2 separate regions of the Zea mays genome follow, and region 1 is linked to region 2. The links are chromatin contacts, called in public Hi-C maps. All regions are on one chromosome and are shown on one strand. The core of a region is the stretch at or near the end of the contact, and the rest is flanking DNA. Distances in the headings are between cores, read along the strand shown. Region 1 holds the start of LOC100281015 (caltractin). Region 2 holds the start of LOC100303849.

Region 1 (5,243 bases), core at 2,360-4,859, 160 kb before region 2:
GCAAGCAATCGAAGAACTAGCAAGAACAAGTAGAACAAGTACTAAATTACCAGATCTAAATGTAGGTTTCAAAATCAAACTCCAACATGGTGGGGTTCCGAAGACAAGAAGACGGGCGGCTAAACCAGCACGCGCGCTTACAAGCAAGTAGCGAGAGCTAAACTTGATCTAAACAAAACCCGATGTTCTTGGTGGCGGCTAGGGGGTTTATAAACATGGGAGGAAGACCACAAGGGTATTGGGGTCGTGCTGCAACCCTAGGATGCGTCCCTAATGGACCCAACTTGATACACGACCCATTGGGCCAAAATAGGGTCACGCAGCACCATGGGCAGAAATGTCTCGGTAAGGAAACAATGATTACGGCAGCCTCAGAACAGATATGACTATAATTCCAGATCCATATGAAAGTAGACTTGATAAGCTTTCCATGTGCTTGAACATTCCAATCTGAGCTCGCATGTGACCGTGGTGACCGTCACAAGTTGGTGTTCTTCTGCAGTCCGAATCCAGCATGTTCAAATCCTTTTTCCTTTCGGTCTTCTCCCTGGTTCCTAAGCAAAACAAGAGTGTACGGGTCTCCATGGTCTAAATATGATGGACATGCACTCAAGAGTGTAATCACCTGATGGTTGAGTTGACGAGCATGAGCGCGAGTAATGGGACCAGAAATTGGTACTTGTATTGGCATAGATGTATCAGTAGTGTGGATGTCTTCATCAGCAGCCCTAGGGTGAGGTAGCCTCGGGCGAGGCGGAGATGGGGGACCTGAGACGTGAGAGGCTCGGGCGATGTGGAGACCTACCCGAGCACGTGACTAATTCGGGGTCGAGCTCGGGCGAGTTGGAGACTTTGAAGGACCCTCTGGGAGGGGACTCGATCGGGACAATGCCTTTTTAGGGAACACCCCCGATGTAGACCTCGGGCGAGGTGGAGACCTGGTTCCTTGCTCTTGGGGGACATGCCTGGGCAGAGAATCTTCCTGAGCGTGTTTTAAGTGCATAATCCAGGTACCCCTAATTATCACATCCGACAACATTCCAGGTGCCTTATTAAAGCTAAGATGTTATTCTATAGGACATCTTTGGATTAATATATCTATATGAGTCTGACTGTTAGCCATAGTCTATGAGATTTGAGTGATCTCTAGATACTCATGGAAGTCCATGGAATTTGTCTTTTATGCTTCAACTGGAGAGGATGTTTCTAGCAACCTATTACCAGTAAAGAGCTTAGATGGAACTTATTTTGCACAAAACTACGATAGATGGTATAGTCTATTTTTTAGTTGTGAAGAAGTGTAACCTCTTCTAGATGGATGTTCTACTTAACAGTCCCCATCGAAACAATGGTATATTAGAAGTGAGAGCTTTTTATAGGTACTAGTATTTAGTTGAGATTATTAGATTTAATATGGGTGTGACTCATATTTTAATTAATTAACTCAAATAAATTATGGTCACATATTAAATACACAGGAGCACTTCAAGGGCCTTCTGGGTCCCTCCAAACGTTAGGGACCCTTTGAGGCCCTCAGGGAGCCCTTGGGGACCTTTAAGGGGCGTTAGGAAGTTCGGGCCATGAGAGGCCAACCGAGGTCCTCAGTGGCCATCCGAGTTGTCAAGGTCATCAGATAGCCCAGGGCCTTCGTGGCGTACCATGACATTATTCATGACCGTGTTGTGTGAGTGGTCTTGTTTTGCCACCTAAAGTAGTTAATGGAATAATGGACATATTATACACGAGGTAATGGATGTGTGTTATTTGTGATTACTCCATAATTTAATCTTTCTGTAACTCCTATTATATCTAGCACGAGAATAGAACACACATAACAACACAAAAGTCAACTCTCACCTATAGGTTGAGTTGTATCTAGGTCCCTCCGTTTGCACGAAGTCTTAGGACAGTAGGCCTCTACCATCTGTTTCTATGGCACCCATTTGAGTGTATGAATGATCAGGTTTTTAGGGAGCGTCTTCGTGGCTGCTCACTAATCATTGTCTTCTTCCTGGTGTTAGCTCGAGTCACATTTTTTACTCTTCATCTTGGTAAATGCCCAAGGGATGATGGTACTACGAGCATTTATCTACACCAGTTATGGTCCCCTACATGGAGGAACACATGATGTCAACTCATGTGAATAGAGTCGTCAATGTCTTGAGCGTAGGTCCCTCCGTTGTGTACAATTTAATATCTGAATTTGTTAGATTTAGTACAAATTTGGTCATGACCAATATGGTTTGTATATATGTATGAGATATTATTGTGAGTATTAAAAACAAGCATAAAAACGTCTAGATTCATTACGATATTTTTTTTGATACTGCTGTTCATGAATCTAGTTAAATTTAAAACATTTTATTTTAAAATAGTTTTTTGATACTACTGTTTATGAGTCTAGTTAAATTTAATTTTTGCTAGGTTAATTTCTGTTTTTGCATGGTCGGAATACCATTACCAGGCTAGTGCCCTCCCTAAATCACTGACCAGGCGTGCTCCACGTAGCTGCTCATGAACCTCCGGTTACCGCTCAGTGCCAGAGCCATGTGACATTTGATCGACCGCCGTCCTAGAAAGTGAGCCAGGCCGTGACAATACTAGCGTCGTACCATATCGATTTGGACCAGTCTGGCTGTTGTCTCGTAGCTGATGTATGTGTGTGACTTGACTGTTGTATATGGTCTGCCTGTCTGCCGCTCTCCCGCTAGCTCCAAGCAAATGGCGAGCCTTTCATCACACGAGCCACGGCACATGGTCCGCCGGTGCCAAGTGCCCACGTTGCCACGTCGCGTCCTTCTCGTCCAGTAAAATATGCACGCCAGGCACTCGCCATTCGTAAGAGTTTGGGCGACTGGTAATCTAGAGCATTTCGTCATTGTCGAAACCGTGAAAAATATAAAGAAATCTTTTTTTCTCTACCGTCGGTATTGGAGCAACAGGTTCCACCTCCACGAAAACTGGGAATCCGGACTTTTCTTTCCGTGCAGTGACTTTTCTTTGAAGAGATTCAGAAACAAAAGCTTGAATTCAGCGAAAAAAGCTGTCACGCGATTTTTTCCTTTTTCTTTAAATACCAACGTGCTGGTGCTTGGTAGTTTACAGCGGCAAACTCGTGGCAACGAAAGCACGGGAACGGTCTCAGAGAACTGCGCAGGCGCGGGCAGGTGGAAATGGAATCCCCGGTTGACGCCACGGAAGATCTCAGCGGGAGAGCGACGCCCAGCGCCGCAAGAATGTGGCCGCAAAGACGTCACCCAACACGTCTTCCAGTTTGTCCTGGTCCAAACCCACGCCGACCCCAGCTGCCCGTCAAGCTGAGGCTCCTTGCGTCGCAAGCTCACCACGGATCTCAAGCCAGCCAACCAATTCAAAAGTATCTCCTGCCCGCGTTGACATGTCACCGTCTCCCAGTCACACAGGTCCCCCCTAAAACACCTCGTCCACCACTCATCGCTGCACCGGACTCATCGGTCCCACCACAAAAGCACCCGATCCCACCGCGTCACACGCACCATTTCCTGCACCGTGTCCACGGCAAACGTCCTCGATGACGGGAGAGTTCGCCTCCCGCTCCTATAAATGTCAGCCTCCCGTGCGATGCCAACAGCACAAGCCGCACCGCAATTAGCCGCGACCCTCCGCAGAATCGGCTCACGTTTCCGATCCAGAGGTCCAGACTGTTCCCCGAGTTTTCCCACTGTGTCCTCTCCTCGCGAGTCCCGGCGAAGCAGGCGAACCGCGAACATGTGCCCCACCGGCAGGTACCTGGGGCTCGACCTCTCCGGCGCTGGCGGCGACCTGAGGCCGGCGTTCGACGTGCTTGACGCGGACCGGGACGGCCGGATCAGCCGGGACGACCTCAAGTCCTTCTACGCCGCCGCGGGGCCCGCCGCCGGCGACCGGTTCGACGACGACGACCTCGCGGCCATGATCGCGGCCGCCGACGCCGACCGCGACGGCTTCGTGCAGTACGACGAGTTCGAGCGCCTGCTGGCCGGCCGCGCCGCGGCGGCCGCCGCCGCCGCGGGAGGCGCTGGGCGCCGCTCCGCCATGGAGGGCGCCTTCCGGCTCATGGACCGGGACGGGGACGGTATGGTCGGCTTCGAGGACCTCAAGGCCTACCTCGACTGGGCCGGGATGCCCGCGGCGGACGAGGAGGTCCGCGCCATGATCCGCGTCGCTGGCGGAGGGGACGGCGGTGAAGGCGTGGGGCTCGAGGCGCTAGCCGGAGTGCTCGCGGTCGACCTGGAAGGCATCGCCTTTTGATTTTGAGAGATCCATGGGCTGTTGTGCGGAGTACTGTATTCTTTTTCTTGGGGTTTTCGGTTGGTGAGCGTGGTGCGTTGTCTGTCGATTGTCTGTGGTTGACTGGGGTTCACGGAGGACCATTCAAAACGAGATAAAAAGTTCGCATGATGGCCGTTTGAGATGCTTTCTCTGGACCCGACAATCATATATCAGACATTGCAAAGTCCAATGGGAGTTTATATCGAAAATGCTGGTCTCAAATTTTCTCTCCACGTTAACGACTAGTCTAAGAACCCATTTTTCTGAGACATTTTTATTTTTTTAAAGAGAAATTAGTTTATTTTTCTTGAAAAAATAGAAATTACTTAGAAAAATGTAGTTCCCATGCTAGCCCTAAGATAAAGTTTGTAAAAAGGACTTCAGCCATACATTTCAATTTCTGAAAGCCAAACAGTTCTAACTCGCAGTGTATGATAAAACGATTTAACTACAACTACAGATAGTCATATTAGAGTATAATAGGACTTTGGCCCTTCCTGCTCACGCTCTTTGGGTCTACTTGTCCTAAAGGCCACCGTGTCTGCATCTCATCATTTGAAGAGAATACTTCATCATCTGTATCTCATCATTTGAACAGAATACTTCATCATGAGGAGCGACTTCAAGCTCTATTGAAGGCAAATCCTTGTAATTACACAAATGCTCCTTGTGCTACTAAACATAATTTGCTAGTGCTGACTTTCATGTCATTCTCTCAACCTGGAAAAGATTGCACATAACAACATATGACGGTTTTGTAACTTTACAAAAACATGATTGAAGAATGGTAGCAACAATTCTTCAGATATCATTATGACAAGCACAAGTCAACAGGAACGTTAAGCACTGACTAAAAGGATAAAGAGAAGCCGGAATGGAACAAGACTTAGCATTTGATTTACCTTTTATCATGCAGATGTTCATGCCCCAAGGCTATAGAGGGGTAACTCTAC
Region 2 (4,956 bases), core at 1,827-4,326:
GGAGCGGAGTTCGCCGTCTTCCGGGGCTTAGCCCGAGTCCGAGCCCTGGGTCGGGCGGAGCGGAGTTCGCCGTCTTCCGGGGCTTAGCCGAGTTCGAGCCCTGGGTCGGGCGGAGCGGAGTTCGCCGTCTTCCGGGGCTTAGCCCGAGTCCGAGCCCTGGGTCGGGCGGAGCGGAATTCGCCGTCTTCCGGGGCTTAGCCCGAGTCCGAGCCCTGGGTCGGGCGGAGCGGAGTTCGCCGTCTTCCGGGGCTTAGCCCGAGTCCGAGCCCTAGGTCGGGCGGAGCGGAGTTCACCGTCTTCCGGGGCCTAGCCCGAGTCCGAGCCCTGGGTCGGGCGGAGCTTCCTATGGTGCCTTTGGCAGGGCCTGGCTTCCTTTGCGTTAAATGCTCCTGCAACTTGGCCGGTCGGTGCGGCGATTCAGTCAGGGTTGCTTCTTAGCGAAGGCAAGGCCTCGGGCAAGCCGGAGATGTGTCCGCCGTTGAAGGGGGGCCTCGGGCGAGACGGAAACCCCTTCGGGGTCGGCTGCCCTTGCCCGAGGCTAGGCTCGGGCGAGGCGTGATCGAGTCGCTCGTATGGACTGATCCCTGACTTAATCGCACCCATCAGGCCTCTGCAGCTTTATGCCGATGGGGGTTACCAGCTGAGAATTAGGCGTCTTGAGGGTACCCCTAATTATGGTCCCCGACACACGTGGTCTGTGATAACTCTCATCCGATTAATTCACCCTGATGGTGATTTGCCTCACGAAGAGATTCATCTTGATGATGAAATTCCTAGCAATGCGCGCAATATCATTATGCTGGGAATACGGAACAATGAATCTTTCGTTTTGGGAAATAACGGAGATCATTATTAAATGTGGGAGACAAATATGTCGACACCTATATTGCCTCTCTAGATTGCAAATGGATCCAAAACAAAGTCCTAGGCATGAGTGCTTTAAGCTCTCTTATCGGGTCATTGATAAATGCAATCGAGGCTGAACCAATAATCGCAAAGTGAAAGTCACGAGCTTGAAGTTCGGACATTATGGGCACTGATGAAATAATGTGTGGTGAATGCGATGGTTCAAGTGGTCTTGTGAGAGACCCCTCCCACATATGTGTTGAATAAACACTGTTCCGCTATGTAATATATATTTGGCAAATGGCATGAATTAAACTATGCAGTTAATAGGGTTCAGAAGATCTGTCATGAGATCCAAGGAGGACTCATATTCTTGAATTATAAATATGCAACATATAAATCTCATACTGAATAATGCGTTCCTGATGAATGACCATTCTCAAGTGTAGAGAGAATATCTACTAGTTGAGATTACAGTTCCCTGATGGAACCTTTCTAGAAGAAATAAAGTCTGAGTTGAACACCAAAATTTGTTAATCCCGATAAAGGGATAAAGACCCATACAGACCTGAAAAGGAATAAGATGAGGTACCAAAGGACTTGAAGTTCACCGAATAAGCACATGTGCATTCCACGAGTTTTACTCATGGTATTTTCCACTTGATGTGGAATTACGGTATCCTCTAAAGCCCCGATGGCAGAAACCTACAAGGTTTAGGTGTTACTGGCAAAAATATCCCCATTGTGCCAGAATGACAGACTATAACGATGTATCTGATCGATGAAAAATCCCTGATGGATTACGATTTTTGATGGACTTTTGTTACACCATCATAGATGTTGCAATGGATGAACGCCTGGAGCGATGTGTCATATTTAGAATATGTACTATTGCAACTATATTATCCCCTAAGTCCTATATAAGGACATGTTACTTGCTTTGCACTACTATGTATAAATTGTGGTGTAAGATAGAAAATGATAGCACTCCAACCTCGTCCATTCTCGTTATTCCAGATGAACAATGAGATATATATCTTGAAGAATATGGTTAAGTTATGAGGGATAACGACTTTGACATATGTCATCGTCAGGGGGAGCGAATGCTTATATTGATCACAATCGTGTGACAATAAATATCATATTCTATGCCCTGAAGGCGTCAGCTTGATGATCAATATGTGAACCTTTATGGAAGTTTCTATCAAATATGTAGATCTAGTCGATCGAACACCACTAGTCGAAGTGGCTTATTTATGTTGATACGTGCACTTACCTCGTGTATCCTAGAAGTGAGTTGAGGTGAAGTTCCTGAAATAATCTTTGCAAGGATATGCAATCTGTTTGCTAAATCTATATGTGCATATACTTCCAGAAGAAAATATTTTTCAATATTGATACAGTTTTGCAAGGATCAGGGGGAGCACATTTCTAAAGTTAGCCTTTGTAGAAGATTCAGTAGAATCTAGATCCCAGAGGATCGAAATTTGTTCCGATGACAGCTGTTGTACTCTTTTTCCCTTGGTGAGTTTTCTTGAAGTTTCTCACATGAGGTTTTTAACGAGGCAACAAAGTGCAAATGCAATTTGTATCACCATGCACTCTTTCTCCATATTTTTCCCACTGGTTTTTTTGGAGTTTTAACGAGGCATGTGTTGGTCGCGGTATTCGCCCAAGGGGGAGTGTTGAGAAACCCTAATGAAGGGTTATGTGGGCAAATACCGAATATAGCCCTGAGGGCTATCGTGTCTCTATATATAGAACTTGTACCCCTCATATGGAATGTAGATCAGAAAGAGGCCAGATGCCCAACCCTATATCCAGTGTCTCGTGTGTTTCCTCTGTCGTGCTTATGGGAAGGGAGACGAGTTCTCTATATCTTCTTGCGCCTCTATTGCTGACGGGAGGGAAGGGAGCGGATCTGGTGATCCGTGGTAACGTAGTTCTCAACAACTGCTTGCACTCGCTCTTCAACACAAAGGAAACTAGGAAAGGCCATCATGCCGACGCGATCCCTACACCTCTGTGATCGTGACCACTGTAGTGGACACAGGGCCACAAAGTCCAAGCCCAGTGGACCTCATAATGACCAGCTCACTCCTAGTGTCGCACATGCAGACTGGATCAGGAGGGGAAAGAAACCAAAGGATCTTTTTAATAAAAAAAAGAAAAAAATATATATTATATTATATTATATTATTACCATTATTAACACATGAGCGCAGAAGAGTTGGCGTTGCGGCAGAAAATCCAAGCGGATCACAGGAGGGAGGAGAGGAGGGAACCGAGCAGTGGAGCACCATCGGCATCGGCGTCGCCATTTGCCGGTGCCGCACCGCACCCCCTTTATATCCCCCGTCTCCCACCTCTTTCGCCTCCCCTATTTCCCATCCCACCACCCACCCTGCCCCGACCCCGAGCGCAAAGCCAGCGCAGCGCCCATCTCCTTCTTCCTCCTCGTTGGATCGCAGCTCCTTGTTCCTCGCGTCCGATACGCCAGGTTTTCCTTCTGCGAGCAACAATTCTTGGCGCGCGCGCGCACTCGCAATGGCGTCCACGTCCAGCTCGACGCCAGCGGCGGAGGTGGAGGAGAGGGGCCGGAAGCGGAAGCGCGCGGCCGGGGCGGCGCCGACGCAGCCGTCCGAGTGGCGGACGCGGCGCGAGCACGAGATCTACTCGTCCAGGCTCCTCGAGGCGATCCGCCTCGTGCGCGCGGGGCCCTCCTCCGCCGCCGCCGCCAAGGCGGCCCCGACGCGCAGCAGGGCCGTGCGCGAGGCGGCCGACCGCGCGCTCGCGGTCGCGGCGCGCGGGCGCACGCACTGGAGCCGCGCCATCCTCGCGTCCCACCGCCGCCGCCTCCAGGCCGCGCACCGCGCGCGCCTTCGCGCCCCCGCGTCCCCGCCTCCGCGCCACGGCGCCTCCGCGGCGAAGGGCACCGCCGCGCTGCCTCCGGTGGCGAGGAAGGCCATGGTGCTGGGCCGGCTGGTGCCCGGCTGCCGGAAGCTGTCGTTTCCGACGCTCCTCGCCGAGACCACGGACTACATCGCGGCGCTCCAGATGCAGGTCCGCGCCATGACGGCCCTCGCCGAGGCGCTGTCCGCCGTCTCCTCATCATCTTCCGGCGCCGGCTCTTCCCCTTCCTCCTCGCCGGCGTGACCAACATTCGTGGATTCGTTGTAAATTTTTTTTCCGTCTATTTTTTCCCTCGCCCCGAATTTTTCCTCGGGATTAGTTAACCGCTAGCTTTCCCTCTTTCTAGTTTCCTTTGTCGTCTTGTTTCTCCCAGTTCGGTGAGCGGTTAGTGTTATGATGAAGACGACGACGACGACGATGGCGTCCCAGCGATTAACCCGTGCTGTAATATGTGATAGAAGAAGCCGTAGCCCACAGTGGTTTTGCTGTCTCTATCCTCTCCTCCCTCCGGCTCAGGATTCTTTTGTAGCTTGGTTTGTTCTCACCTGCTTCGATTCGCTCTCCGATGAATGCAGCTTGAAATGTTGGTTCAGATCACGTCATCGTGTATGATGCATCCTTTCATGTGCTTCTTGCTCAACATCCTGTAGCATTTTCTCCATGGCTTGCTTGTACTATTGTATCATCTCACAACCATAGTTACAAGTACTTACTAAGCTGTACTTCACAGAAACCGCTCGCTTTTTGCTCCTCACTTGCTGGACCCAAATTTTCTCATGCTTTTCCGCGGTTCCGATCACATTCGCTAAATTGTGCATAGACATTTTCTTGGATTCAAGATTTCTGAAGAAGTACAGACACAAATCCAAAAAAAAAACTTCCGTAGACGACAGACCCGTGTGCAAGCAAAAGATGGATTGGCAGCCGCATCGTAAAAAAAAATAAAGAGGTAAAAAAAAACATCCGAGGGTACGCGACTGTTTTATTTCGAAATAGGCAGTGGTACTGACAAGGAACTTGAAATGCTATGCGATGTGTGAGGGGATCAATGGGCACGTGGCCGATCTGACCGAGCACGCCCGGTGGCCGGTTGAAAACCAGCGGGGGCGTGCGTGCAATGCAACTGCAAGCACGCAGAGCGTGGTCCGTGGCCCCGCCACGCCCCTCGCATCTCATCTCGTCGCATTCGCCATGCAG

What was found. A called contact is a pair of places that touch in the nucleus more often than the background predicts.
Region 1: a contact with region 2 is called in a Hi-C map of endosperm, with 5 times the contacts expected there. The contact joins the promoter of LOC100281015 here to the promoter of LOC100303849 in region 2. A contact is called at or near these places in 2 of 25 Hi-C or Micro-C datasets (bundle sheath and endosperm).

The regions. Positions count from the first base shown.
Region 1 is chr9:140,714,676-140,719,918 of Zm-B73-REFERENCE-NAM-5.0, reverse strand. It overlaps LOC100281015 (caltractin), which reads left to right and starts at 3,609. Exons shown (of 1, transcript NM_001153934.3): 1 at 3,609-4,494. The coding sequence starts at 3,748. The coding sequence ends at 4,269.
Region 2 is chr9:140,559,218-140,564,173 of Zm-B73-REFERENCE-NAM-5.0, reverse strand. LOC100303849 reads left to right here and starts at 3,076. Exons shown (of 1, transcript NM_001165468.2): 1 at 3,076-4,428. The coding sequence starts at 3,394. The coding sequence ends at 4,002.